Regions from separate parts of the Zea mays genome. Here region 1 is linked to region 2. A link is a contact called in public Hi-C data. All regions are on one chromosome and are shown on one strand. The core of a region is the stretch at or near the end of the contact, and the rest is flanking DNA. Distances in the headings are between cores, read along the strand shown. Region 1 holds the start of LOC100383089. Region 2 holds the start of LOC100272508.

Evidence for each region. Hi-C and Micro-C count contacts between places; a contact is called where the count stands out from the background.
Region 1: a contact with region 2 is called in a Hi-C map of leaf, with 5 times the contacts expected there. The contact joins the promoter of LOC100383089 here to the promoter of LOC100272508 in region 2. A contact is called at or near these places in 3 of 25 Hi-C or Micro-C datasets (ear and leaf).

The regions. Positions count from the first base shown.
Region 1 is chr7:135,302,531-135,309,205 of Zm-B73-REFERENCE-NAM-5.0, reverse strand. LOC100383089 reads right to left here and starts at 1,465. Exons shown (of 7, transcript NM_001366809.1): 1 at 709-1,465; 2 at 288-518; 3 at 108-173. The coding sequence starts at 1,284. It overlaps LOC103632897 (pentatricopeptide repeat-containing protein At2g29760, chloroplastic), which reads right to left. Exons shown (of 3, transcript XM_008654612.4): 3 at 4,188-4,253. The coding sequence ends at 4,238.
Region 2 is chr7:134,902,275-134,908,815 of Zm-B73-REFERENCE-NAM-5.0, reverse strand. LOC100272508 reads right to left here and starts at 2,502. Exons shown (of 15, transcript NM_001359732.1): 1 at 2,223-2,502; 2 at 1,579-1,667; 3 at 705-771; 4 at 514-629. The coding sequence starts at 2,402.

The sequences.
Region 1 (6,675 bases), core at 216-2,715, 400 kb before region 2:
CTGGATTCCAATGGACAGAGATGTTCATTTGTAATGAAAACCAACATAAAAACACACAAGCAAGTTCTGTTCCCCTTTTCTTTCTTCTGTGTGGAAGATAGACCTACTTTGCTGCAGCCAGGAACGAGGTCCTGCAGCAGCTTCATCCTCTCGCTAATCTTCTCCCTCCTCAACTGCAGAGAAAAAAAGACGCAGCAAGCAGGGTTAAACATTGGGGTGTGAATTCCAGACCGCGATCCACAGCAGACGGTAAACACGGGGATGCCACCCGTTGATCAAATCCGTACCCTTTCTGCTAGGCTGTGGCTGTTGGTTGCCTGTCCGCGCCGAGCTCGGACATGAATGTAGTCTTCCTTCTGGGACTCGGAGGTCTCTCTCGCCCCCTTTCCTTTCGACTTGCCGGGTCCGGTGGTGGTTGTTGCCAGGCTGCTCTCCTCGCCTTTGTCCTTGCTGTGCACGCTCTCGTTCGCTGAGTCGGCGGGCAGGTTCGACGACTGGACCTGATCGCCTCCCATCACCTGATGCATGACAGCATGAGCATGAGCATCCATCCAGTTTATACGGCAGCGGGGAAGTTGCAGACACGAGCAGCAAAGCAAGCAAGGAGAGAGAGAGAGAGAGAGAGAGAGAGAGAGAGAGAGAGAGAGAGAGAGAGAGAGAGAGAGAGAGAGAGAGAGAGAGAGAGAGAGAGAGAGAGAGAGCGGTCACCTCGTTAGGCCTTCTCCTCTTCTTGGAGTCGGACGTCCCCTTGGACGAGCAGTCCCCCGCAGCAGCCGCCTCCGAGCTCAGAACCCCGTCGTGGCCGTTCCGGCCGAGCTCCGGCTCGCCCTTGTCGCTGCCGTCCTTCGTCCTCTGGTGGTCCAGCAGCGCCTCCGAGGATCCACTGAACGCGCTGTTCATGGGTTGATGATCAGCTGCTGCGCCGAAGGCAGCCATCACCCCGCCGCCGCCGCCGCCGCCGAAGCAGGAAGCCCGCGCGGCGCGCTCGATGAAGCCGGAGTCCACGGGGAAATGGGCGAGGCCCTGCGGGAGGAAACCGGGGACCGGCGCCAAGAAGCCGGCCCGCGCGGCCGACCTGCCGCCCGCGTCGGAGAGCGCCATGGCCTGGGAGGTGGACGCCCACAGGCCGGCGGACGCGAAGGCGGAGTCCATCATGGGAACCTGCTGCTGCTGCGGCGGCGCGCACGAGAAGGCGGCGGCGCTGAATTGGGTCTGCCAGTCCACCGGGATGCCGGAGGACGCGTTGCCCTCCATCCCTTTCTCGCCGCTCTCGTTCATGTCCATCGCTTCGCTTGCCTGTAGCACTCACACGAGAGACGCACGCGAGAGGCCGGCGCAGAGTGGCCGGGCGCACCGAAGGTCAATGGGTGGATCAGAGACGAGAAAGGCTAGAGAAGAAGAAGTAGCTCCTCCATTGGCCGGAGAGGTTCATAGGCAGGCAGGCAGGCAATATGATAGCCGGAGCAAGCACGCACGCAAGCGAGAAGCTAGCTCCCGTCACGGCCTAGAGCCTATGGCAGGAAAAGGAAAGATGCCCACAGCCACTGGAGATTGTGATGCTATCTGCTGTTCCGTTCCGGCGAGAGGCATAGGAAGAAGCGCTACGAAAGAGGGTGGGAGGGCATAGACCATACGGGAGGGAGAGTGAGAGAGACAGAGAGAGAGAGGGGCTTGTAGGCAAAGGCTTGTCAGATTTTATAGGGTCTACTAGCACTTGTTCAGTAGCTGTTGTAGTTTCACCAGTAGTGACTAGTGACTAGTGAGTGGTACATGCATGCATGGCGAGCCACCACACCGATTAGTAGCTGCAGGCAGCCGCTTTACTCCTCCTAATCACCACCATCATGGCCGGGCGTTGTTTAAGCTAGCCTCGATGGACCTTATTTTGAAGGGCGTCTCGCCTTCGCTTTATCTTTGTTAACAGCGCTTTAATCATGCTGTTTACCTTTGCTTTTGTTTACTTACTTCCTACGAGTAGCTAGGAGACTCACCCTCTCACACACGCACAGCCAGCGAGCAAGCGTAGAGAGGAAGGGGGCTGGCTCTGGCTCTGGCTGATCGATCAGGTTCTTCTTCACGGCACGGCACGGCACACACAGCACAGCAATACTCCTACTACTGCAATGGGCAATGGGCATTACCGTGCCGGCATCCCTGACAGTGCCAACTCCCACGGGCATTTGTTTATGGTGGGCGCAAGCGCAACCTCTCGCTCGCTTTCCTCGAGGCGCCTGGCTGTAAATTATGCCCCTCGCCTCAGCCTCCCCTGCCCCGAATCATTATTTGACTGCCGGGGTTTTATTTAATTTATAGTCGGCACGGCCAATTATTTACACGCCCTTCATGATCGGCATGATTAGTTTTGTTGAAGAAGAAAAATGGTGGTCAACATTAGCAGGGGTGGGGGTGCCGATCGAGGCATTGCCTCCCTTACTTACCCCCACGGCAAAGCAAGCCTACTTTCTTTCTTTCTTTCACATCTCGTGCATCCTCCGGTCAGTCTTCTATTAGGCCAATCTGGTAACTGGCCATGAAATCAGTTACTTCAGCTTAGAGGCAGAAACAGGGGAGGGTGGGTTTGAGAGAGAAGAAGAGAGAGAGAGAAAAAAATCAAAGGCAGGGTCTTTAGATCGTTGGGCTAGCTTCCGGTTAAGGGCAAGCAAGCTTGGGGCAGCTGATGAAAGAGATGCGGCTTCTGGGTTCATCAGATTCCCCCCCTAATCTCAAATCTTTCTTTGCGGCAAATAAACAAGTTTTTTTATTAAAAAAACTATTCGTTAGCCTCGGGCCACGCACAGGCTCGAATCTAGCTTTAGATTAGTTAAAGCAGGCCTCCTCCCGCCCATGCAATATTTCTATTCACTCCAAACACGCTTTTGCCCCCCTCCCCTGCCCTGCCCCTCCCCGGCCTTAAGCTTAAGCTTTTAAAACTTGGGTGTTTCTCCCGGAACAAAGAAAGAAAGAAAGAAAGAAAAGCATCAGGAAGGAACCTGATAAAAAATCTCCACGGCTCCTCCAATCCAATGCACACCGCCGAGAAGTGGCCTGCAAGTTACTGGGTTATTCCCTGCCCGCTTAAACTTTACCTTTCCTTCAGCACAGCAGCTGCCTGCCTGCCTGCCATTACCGACCCTCGCTAAGCTGCTCCATCCTCCCTAAAGCGGTCACGGAAAGCAGACCGGAACCGAATCTCGGGAGAAATGCTAAACTAAGGACGGCAAAAGGATACGAACACGACCTCAAGGCAAGCTCCGCGGACCACCCCGGGCGACGTGGATAACAAGCCTTGCTACTAGATTCCTAGCCACGGCCACGCAGCCAGCCCCGCTTTCTTCGTCCACGACCCACTGCCGTGCCGTGCCGTGCCGTGCCGCGCCGCGCCCCCCCTCTTCCGTGCACGGCAGCGGCGGCCGGCCTCGGCGTCGCGCACTCACACCTTCCCTCCTGCTCCGGGTGCTGGGAGGTGGGATCCCCATCCGCATCCGCCCCGGGCGCGGGATGGAATGGAATGGACCCCGACCGTCCACCAGATTATCTTCCCGCGCATCATTATGCTCGCCAGAAAGGTTGCTGCAGATCTGTGTCTTCCTCCTCCCCAATCATTGCCGTGCATATTCATGTGTACCTCGCGTTCGCATCACATCGAATGCGCCTGCGCCAGGACCGGACCTGGATGATCTCAGCTCAGCTCAGCCAGCTCCTCAGAGTTTGCTGGCAGCAGGGGACTGATCACTCTTCATCAGAGAGAGATAGAGATAGAGAGATGAAACGTATACTGAAAAAAATAATAAAAAAAACGCAATGTTCGTATGGATGAGATGAGACTTGTCGTGTTGATCTTTGTCGGCAAGGCAACGGGCCGGGCCAATTCGGTGCTGGTGAGGCCAGAGGATTCCCTGCAAGCAAAACAGCTCCAAGAAATAACAGCCAAAACTACTCCGAGTAAACTAATGGAACAATGCCTGGCGCGGGATTAGCTGGCAATCGTCTCTTTCGGGTTAGTGTGTATCTAAAAGGTGAAGAGCAAAAAGAGAAGAAGAAAAAACACACACACACACAGCCCATGTTATATGTATGGAGATAAGATCTTCTTCGTCATCGGATTCGTTCATCGCACCCTGCTCTGCTCCCTGTGCAGACAGACTCTGTCCTCCTGCTCCACAGCTTCAAACGAGGTTCCTTTTTTTCCCGCGCTCAAACAAAGCTCTAATGCTAAACCTTCAAAACCTGACGATCATCACAAGAGCATCCCCCTTCCCAGCAGATGGTTTGGGGGTTTTCAATCAGAACACATGAACAGTATAGCAATGTAAGATGCAGGGAACTAGAGAACAGGAAGGGAAGGGGGGGTTTTGATTGGGACAGGCAGAGCTAAGCTGCTTCCAAGTAGAACAGAATGATCAGACCAAATCCACCACGCCTACCATAATTCGTACGTACATGCTTCAAAAGTTTGCGCGTACAGTTACTAGAGAGGTGCGTCGATAGGCACGGAACGCAAAAGGCAGCCCTCTAATGGGATCATTACCAAGAACGAATGATGAGAGTTGAACATGGATGATTCGATTGCAGAACCAAATAAAAAAAAAAGGTACAGACTTATTGTTGGCGGCTCTCACACATGAATACGGTCTGGAGAAAGAATAACTAAGGCAAACTTCATCATCTATATTATTTTATTGAGAGACTATGTCGAACCCGGAACCTTTAACTTAGGGCTTATTTGGATGCATGAATGACTAACAAAAGATTATATGTCCCTAAACCCCCTTCAATCCTCGTGTATCCAAACAATCCTTAGGACTGATTTAATAGACATGGAAATAGAGGAGATCTATGGGGGAGGAATTCCCCTATCTTTCCGATTGCAGAACAAGCTGAGATGGCCCATAATATCTCAACGTTGCGAGGACACACACCGTGTGCTAATTCAGCGTTCGGACCCCCATGTGATAGGGTACAGGATCTCTAATTGTGCTTAGGAAAGTGTATGCCGCACCTTTCTGAAAACCATAAACAAACCACGGGCCGTGGCAAAGCCAGCTGCTGCACGCGACATGCAAGTGAGTATATTTTTGGTAAAGGTCTATGTTAGGTGTAACCTTGGAGCCGGGGGTGTTACGATCATCCAAACCGAGACTCCAAAATTACTCGCTATTCTAAACCCTGATTATGCATTATGTCACACGCTAGTGGTCTTATTATACTCCTAGAGTAGTTATTAGAGCTGCAATGCAAGCTACAGATTAATCTGCAAAAATACATATCTGGGGAACACTAAAGAACTGTCCCCGAGAAGGGAAATAAACTAGTACAGTTGATAAGGGCAGCAGGCTCCTTGTTTTGTCAAGGCCAACCTGTTAATGATGATTGCCATGGTGCTAGGTCTACTGTGTATCATATAGCATTATGTGTGTGTACATCTGTGTATGCGTGCGTGTGTTTGTTGCCTTGTCTGTGAAGGGAGAAAGAAAAAGATCCAGACATATACTAGCTAGTCCTTGCTTTTCTGGTGCCTATTTCAATGCATTGAACAGCTAGAGTGCAAATTATCCAACTGAACAAGTGATGTTGTCCATGATAATTCACGTAGAACCACCAGTTTGCTTGGTCTTGTACAATTAGTTTACTGATATCTTGTTTTGAATGGAACAGGGTTATTAGATTCAAATTTTATGGCTCTCTGGTTGCAGTGCTATCCCTAAAGCAGCAGCAAACACTAAAACATGTGAGGATATATGCATCCTTCCTTCTATACAAATTTATATAGGATGGGATTTAATCCCCTCCAATACCCCTCAATCCACCTCAAACCGAACACGTCGTTACCTGATGATTCAACATAGAAAAGGACATACGTGCTTGCAAATGCCTGATAAGCGTGCATTTGCATCGAACATGTCCTTTTGTCTACCTGTTCAAAGTCCCCTACATCCCACCAGGCAGTAATAACAACAGCACGGTGGAAGTGATTACTTACCCCTCCCCCGTTGCTGATCTTTGTCCTCATCACAAGTAGCAGTCTTTACTTTTGCTCAAATTATTAATTGCTACAATTTCTTGTGCAGAACGCTTCAGGTCTCTTTCGGAATTAACAACACAGTCATGCAAGTGAAATATAGAACTAGCAGTACTGGAGGTAATTGCCATCTCAGACATGTAGCATTTCCGAATTTCCTCCTACTCGAAAAAAAACACTTTGCTCCTACCATTTATTGTGATCTATATGTCCACCCATCTCAAAAAGTTTGACCAAGCCTAACATGCAAATAAACCATGAAAGCATTGGACCATACAGATCTATATTAATTATTAAATAACATGATAATGGTATGCAACCTCTCCTACAGAGACACGGGCACACCACAGTGCTAGCGAGTGGTGATAATGTACAAGGTATAAGTGCTTATTAATGATGTGGTAATAGAAATGTACCAAGCAGGTAGATTAAGGCAATGTGTGAAAAAATCATAAAAGCTAATAGGTTGAATGAAAATATATATGCACAGATTAGGTTGCCTCATTGTCAAGCAGAAACTAAAATGTACCATGCCTCAAAAGGAAATCTATAGACCTAATTGGCCCTATCACCTCTCCTGTCCATTTATCTTTCCAAAAAAAAAAACAAGTTTATGTGAGGTTGCCACCCACAACTGAATGTAGCAAGTACGTGTC
Region 2 (6,541 bases), core at 1,253-3,752:
TAGGCTCTGGTGTTTGGCTGGTGCTTCAGGCCTCCGGAGGATTTTGCCATAGTTGTTCTTATCATTTTCTCAGATTTATGGATCCCTTTGTGTATGCTTGTACGGTTGTACCTGGCCTCCATGAGGCTTAACTTTTTGTATTGGCCGCTTCGGCCTTGACTATTTTTCTTCTTAATATAATGATATGCACCTCTCCTGCGTATTTGAGAAAAAAAAGGAAAGGAAAGGAAAACCCTATCTTTACATAACAATATGGCATTAGTTATTTCTTATTTGCAAATGAATACATAGCCAATGCATCTGCAAGTCTAAGGCATCAAAAGAAATATATGTACTTATTTTAAGTTACCACCTCAAAACTCTTACAACAACCTTCAACATGAAAACATAGTAAGTTCAAAGTAATTTCACATACTACTGTTTTACAAGATTCTCTCAAAATATACCATATACTACTGCATATGCTACCTGAAAAGATTGTCTCAAAAGAGACTGATCTGTTATTGTGTTTACCTCTCAAGTGCCTGATTTCTCCTCAGCTGCATTCGAGAAAAGTTCAAATGCCATGCAAGATTACCCGGGTACCAAGGCAAAGGCCGAATAGCATCTTCTTCATGATCATCGGTCACCTGTCCATGAAAGAAATAGAAAATGTCAAAAGCACTAGCTCTAACTTAGACTTATGCATGGGTTTTAGAAGCAACCTCAGTCTCTAATGATTTCCTGAAGTCGTTTTCCAATTGCGAGCAGATATCTTGAAAAAATTGACAGCTGGCAAAGAAAGGTTTAGCATGCTAAAATAGAGTATTGAACCACCTAAATAGGCAAAGTAATTAATCTCAAATGTTGCAAAGCATAAAAGTAGGGGGTTCTGGTAAAACTGCCAAGGTATTTCATACAAGTACAATTATTATGTCCAACTACATGGATGACTGTTTAGGTTCTTGCAAGATGAGCATGTTACAAGGTGAACAAGTGTCAATGTGCACAAAAAAAAATGTTGATGAACCATAGTCCATATTCATAGCATGTAAACAGCAAACCAACCAGAATAGAGATAGCATAATCCTTTAAAAAAGTAAGAGGAAAAGTGTCTAGGGCAACATGGGGATCAAGTCCAAAGTTAATTGAACAAAATGGTTTTATCTATATGATTGAATCAGGCCAATAATGGAACAATATTCTTGGGAACAGGATATACAACATCAACATTCATTTTATAATGAAGCAAGATCAGGCAAATTTGGTTCAACTTTCAAGAGCAGGACTGAGGAAGATAAGGCAGTATGTATAGTTATCACAGTTTAACAGTACATAGATGATATTACAGCCTGAACATGCAATTGAATACAGAAGAACTGCTAGGAAATTTTCAGATTGTCAACTGAAAGCAGAGGTGTGAGAGTCACGGAAAAGTACCGAACACAATGCATACACTTCTATGCAGAAGTAATCAAGAGTGTGGTGTCCAATATTGGTTATTAAGCAAAGTGCTTCCTCGTTCACTTAGTCAAAACAACCTAACAAACAATAAAGCAAAACTTATGAATACACCTTCATAATTCAGAGAGGAATTACCTCGCATTAATCCTAAAAGTGGCAGGTAATGGCTTCCGGAGCATGCTCATGAAGCTATCCCACTCTTCCTCAGAAACAATTTGCTGCTCCTGCAAGACAAATACATGTGTCAAATTGACAAGGATTAGCAAAAAAATCCCAATCCAAAGTTTCCAAAATTATAAATCCAACTGAAAAGCTAAAAAGCTGCAAGAAATCTACAACATGCTAAAGAAGCTCACTATAAGCATAGTGCAAAAAAATATCTTAATACTACAAATTGCAGTATACCCGTACATTTGGCACTAACTCTTAGAGCCAGCTTTTGAGTTGAACTGGTATCAGAGAGAGACAAAGGTCTCCCCTTTATTTTCATGTTTGTGCCTTCGTCTCTGGCTGCACGGGAGTGGAGGTGCTGAAGTGTAGAAGTGGATTGACTACCTTCTAACAGCTTAAGCTCTGGCTCCACTCTAACGCTAACAAACACGTAGCTTAAATGAACACTATCAGCCCCTACCACGTCAACAAATCGTCATATAGGCAGCCTACATGAAGAGCAACCACCACCATCTAACTAGCATCGAAAGCTAGCAACACCCAAATGTCAGCTTGGGACATTAGATCGCAACAGGAAACAGGGCGTGATCTGAAGCAAGCGGCAATACCTTGTAGTACTCCTCGAAGGCTGGGTTCTCGGTAGCGAAGGGCTGCCACGAGGGATTGTCCTCTCGCGCCTCTCCTCCTTCGCCGGCGGGAGGACGCTGAGGGTTGTGCTTCCAGACGTTCTCGCGGCCCTGCTTGAAGTGGCGGCGCTGCGTGCGCCCGCGCTTCCGCCCGCCTCCCATCTTACCACTCTGTCACGCGCGTGCGCGCTCCTTCGTCCTCTCGGTGGCGGCGTGCGAAGAGAGACGACAGACTAGGAGGGGTTTACTTCTGAGTTCTGACGGTTTGAGGCTCTGAGGTTTAGAGCGGCGGCGCGGCGAGGAATGCGGATGCGGGTTGGGTGCGAGGGAGGAAAGCTGGGTTGGATCTCAGAGAGGCGGCGAGGGGCGCCAGCTGGGCTCTGAGCGGGCTGTATTGAAACTCAAGTCCGTCAGTACTGGGCTCGAATGTAGCCCGCTGACGAGAGTACAACGTATGTGTATGCTCACATGGCAATGGATACCCGAATCTGAATACCCGACGGGTTTTACCCGATATGAAGGCGGGTACGGGATAATCTCTTTATCTGTGGGTATGTTAATGGATAAAAACCTCTACCCGTTGGGTAGATGGGTACGGGTACGGATTGGTACTATCCTACCCGTCTATCCATAATAAAATATATCTGCATCAATACCACTATAACCATTTAATAGAGCGCATCTTAGCTAAAATAAAACTCTTCTCTAACTATCATTTGTCTAGATATCAAGTTATGTAATCATATGATTTGTTATATGTGAAGTTGAACTTGTCTTTTATGTTTATTGAATATTTTTGAGTGATTGATATATTGAAATTTAAAACTTTCCTAGCGGGTAAGGTTTACCCGACGGGTAAAACTACCCGCGCGGGTATGGGTATGGGTAAGATTTTATACCCGTGAGGGTAACCTAACTGGTAGAATTTTTTTGATAGGTACAGGTATAAAATGGTACTACCCGACAGGTATATACTCGTTGCATCCCTAATGTTGAGTGCTACGCATTCGTATGTGGCGGCCGGGGCGGTTTTATGATTCCTCCGCCGATCAGTCGCGGGGAAACTTTATTTTTATAGTAGATTTCTATTTCTCAAAGGAAAAATAAAATAAATTTTTTAAGAAAATAACCCTTAGGCTAGTTTGGCAATAAGATTATAAAAAACCTGGGAAAGTAATCCACCAAGGGGTTTTTAAATATCATATCAATTTCCTAGGAGTATTTTCCCCACTCGGGTGTACTTCCTTGCCACTGTTTGGCAACCAAGGGACTAAAAACCCCTTTTGAAACAAAATACTTCAAAGATCATAAAAATCAAATAAAATAAGAAATATTTAGAAAATTTAGAACACAATGAAACATCACTAAAAAATCTAAAAATTGCGCGACATGATCATCTAATATCCAACAAAGTTTAATTTGAATAACATCTAATATCCAACAAAGTTAATTCATCTGTCATCACATCACATAAGTTCATCTTCGTTCACATGTACAAATAGATGGAGTACAAGTCTCTTCGTTATAAACTTTGGCACTAGAATGGATTATGAGTTTAACTCCTTTTTCACAACCTTCATGTGGACTGTCGTTGCATTTTCCTTCTCCATGTCAACTTCATATGTTGCTTCCACCTAGCACCCTACAATTAACACAAATTGGCACATAGTTTAATTTACTTGGTTACCCAAAAACTACTGGCACTTGCAATAAGTCCAGATATAAGAGAAAAAAATATTATTTTGCACAAAGGAATGCATAGTTGTTAGTAAAACAATATTAGTAGTATAGTTATTACTAAAACAATGTTATAGCATACTTATTAGTAAAACAATTGATGCTTAGTTGGTTGTTATTTCTCCAGGTTTCTGAGTGGTTTAGTTGGTTGGTTGTACAACTGATGCTTCTTCTACTTATATCAGCAACACATCTAGAACAATTGCCACTAGTACCATACCATGTTACAACTAGAGTCTCAGTTGCTGCTGCCACATCAAATAGATTATTACTACAATTCCCAAAAGAAGGCATCTCCATATGTGATTCTATGTCTTCGTATTTATAAGGAATACAAGAAACAATGGCCTTTTGGGAATTTTTGTATGTTAGTTTGCCTCAGCGGGGATGGTAGATGATAAGTGAACAAAATAGTGTTGATTTGCTAGCTACGACAATAGACTCACTATTGAATTGATCCGTTGTATGCATGCAATCCAATCCAGTCCAGAGGGAATGGAATTTCTCCACAATGCAAATTTTACAAGTTGTGTCAGTTGCATTTTCGTAGTTTAGGCAACGCCGCACCAAGATAATGAAGGAACTTTATGATCTAGCAAAAAGTGTTTCTCCTAGACTCCTATCGTGCTATGTGTTCTCAAAACTCAACCCATAAAGCAAAGGATAGAAAGTTTGAAGAGTACTCTAAGTTTTGAATATTCTTTTGTTCTAAGCAGTGGAACATGATCTAAATATTTCTTCACGGTTTGTTTGAGTTCTTAATTATTTTTAGTTTAAAAACAAATAGAAACAGAATCTAATACTAATTTATTTCGATAATTAAATTCGATCTTTAAATTCTATAGTATAAAAATCGGAGATCATTACCACCCTTACGTAGTGGTGGTCTTGCCATCTTCTGGAATCATAAAACAAGAGCACAAATTTCCCATATTCTCATCATTGATATTTTCATTATAGAGAGCGGGGAAGATCCATGGCAACTCACTTGTGTGTGCGGTGAAGCGTAGGAGCTATCGGAAAGACACGAGACATGGGACATAGTTAAATCAATTATGGCCATACCACAGCTGTTGTGTCTATGTATCGCAGACTTCAATGATATGTATCGCACAGGAGAGAAGTTTAGCCTAGATCAAGAGTATACGGAGATGGTGGATGTTTGTGGATTCATGTGTTTTGGCTTTGTTGGTCTTGATCATGATTGAACTTTTTGAGAAAAGGATGTCAGAGGATCCTGGTGTCAAGTACTCAAGTGTGGCTCTAGGCACGATGGAGTGGTATTTTAGATTTCACTCTTCCATAAGTGCTATGGTATGTTGAAGATATGCATGCTTCTAACTATTGGTATCATATATTAAACCGATCAAGACTTCATTATGCAAGAAGCACTACCGTTTATATTGGTATGATGTGTTTGGAAGGAGGAGCCACTTCATAACTTGTATGTTATCTTTAACATCTATAATAATGTTTTTCGCCATACAATTTTTCTTTATATGCTACTGTTGAAAGTTTATAATCGTTTCAGCCCAGGTCTTGACCAATTTCTAGATCCACCACTCGTGGGTCCCACAATTCTCCATTTTATAATATTCTACAAAAAATACTCCATATACATATGGAACTTATTATTTGATAAAATAAACTTGTGGTATACTTATGTTACTTTTATTCTGAGGTTGTTGATGGTGTGTTGAGTATGTGAAAATGTGACATTTTCACTATCAAAGTTTACACAGATTAAATATTATGTAGTGTCTAAAACATCTGTGGATCTTAAAAGTAGACTAAAGGAAGACAAAACCTAAAAAGGATGAAAACAAATGAAGTGCTAGAGATATGAAGATGATTCGATCTGTCACCCCATTATTTACAGGGCTATTACATATTCTCAACTTGCCCCTAGGTAGTTAGAGTGGAACCACTTGACCTCGGGGGTGTTATGGTCCAACTCAAGTTTTGTAGATCTGATAGCCACGTGCCCTTCACGACTTTATTTCGCATTGACGCAAGCTTCACGACGACGCCATGTGACGTCTCTAGTTCCTACTCAAACTCTGCCTAGGTTTTGAGGACCAAACATGAGAAAACATCGACCCGGTGGGTTTGAGGCCCAAACCACCATACCCATCGTGAGTCATGTCTGACATGCTCCCTCCATGATATTAGCACGTGTTACCACCAATCCTCAACCATCCAATCACCAAGTCTTCCAGACCCTCCGCATAACTTGGTCGACCATTGTCTTGATTTGGTAAATACGATCTACTCCTTCATATACACTTGCACTTATCAATAACCCCAGGTACTAGGCACCCCCGCGGTCGGTCCTTTCACTTCTCCAATCCCTTAGTCAAGCCTCGACATTCATCCTTCAACGCTCTGAGTCCTTCGACACAAATCCACTTAACCTTCACCATCAACCACCATCTATGTGCTTGAGACATGTACATCAGAAGTTAAAAAGATATGTTACACGCATAATTACGTCATGGTTAGTTAAACAACTCAATTCAAGGCCAAGAACATCTTTTTCATAATTAATAATCTCTAGTACTACT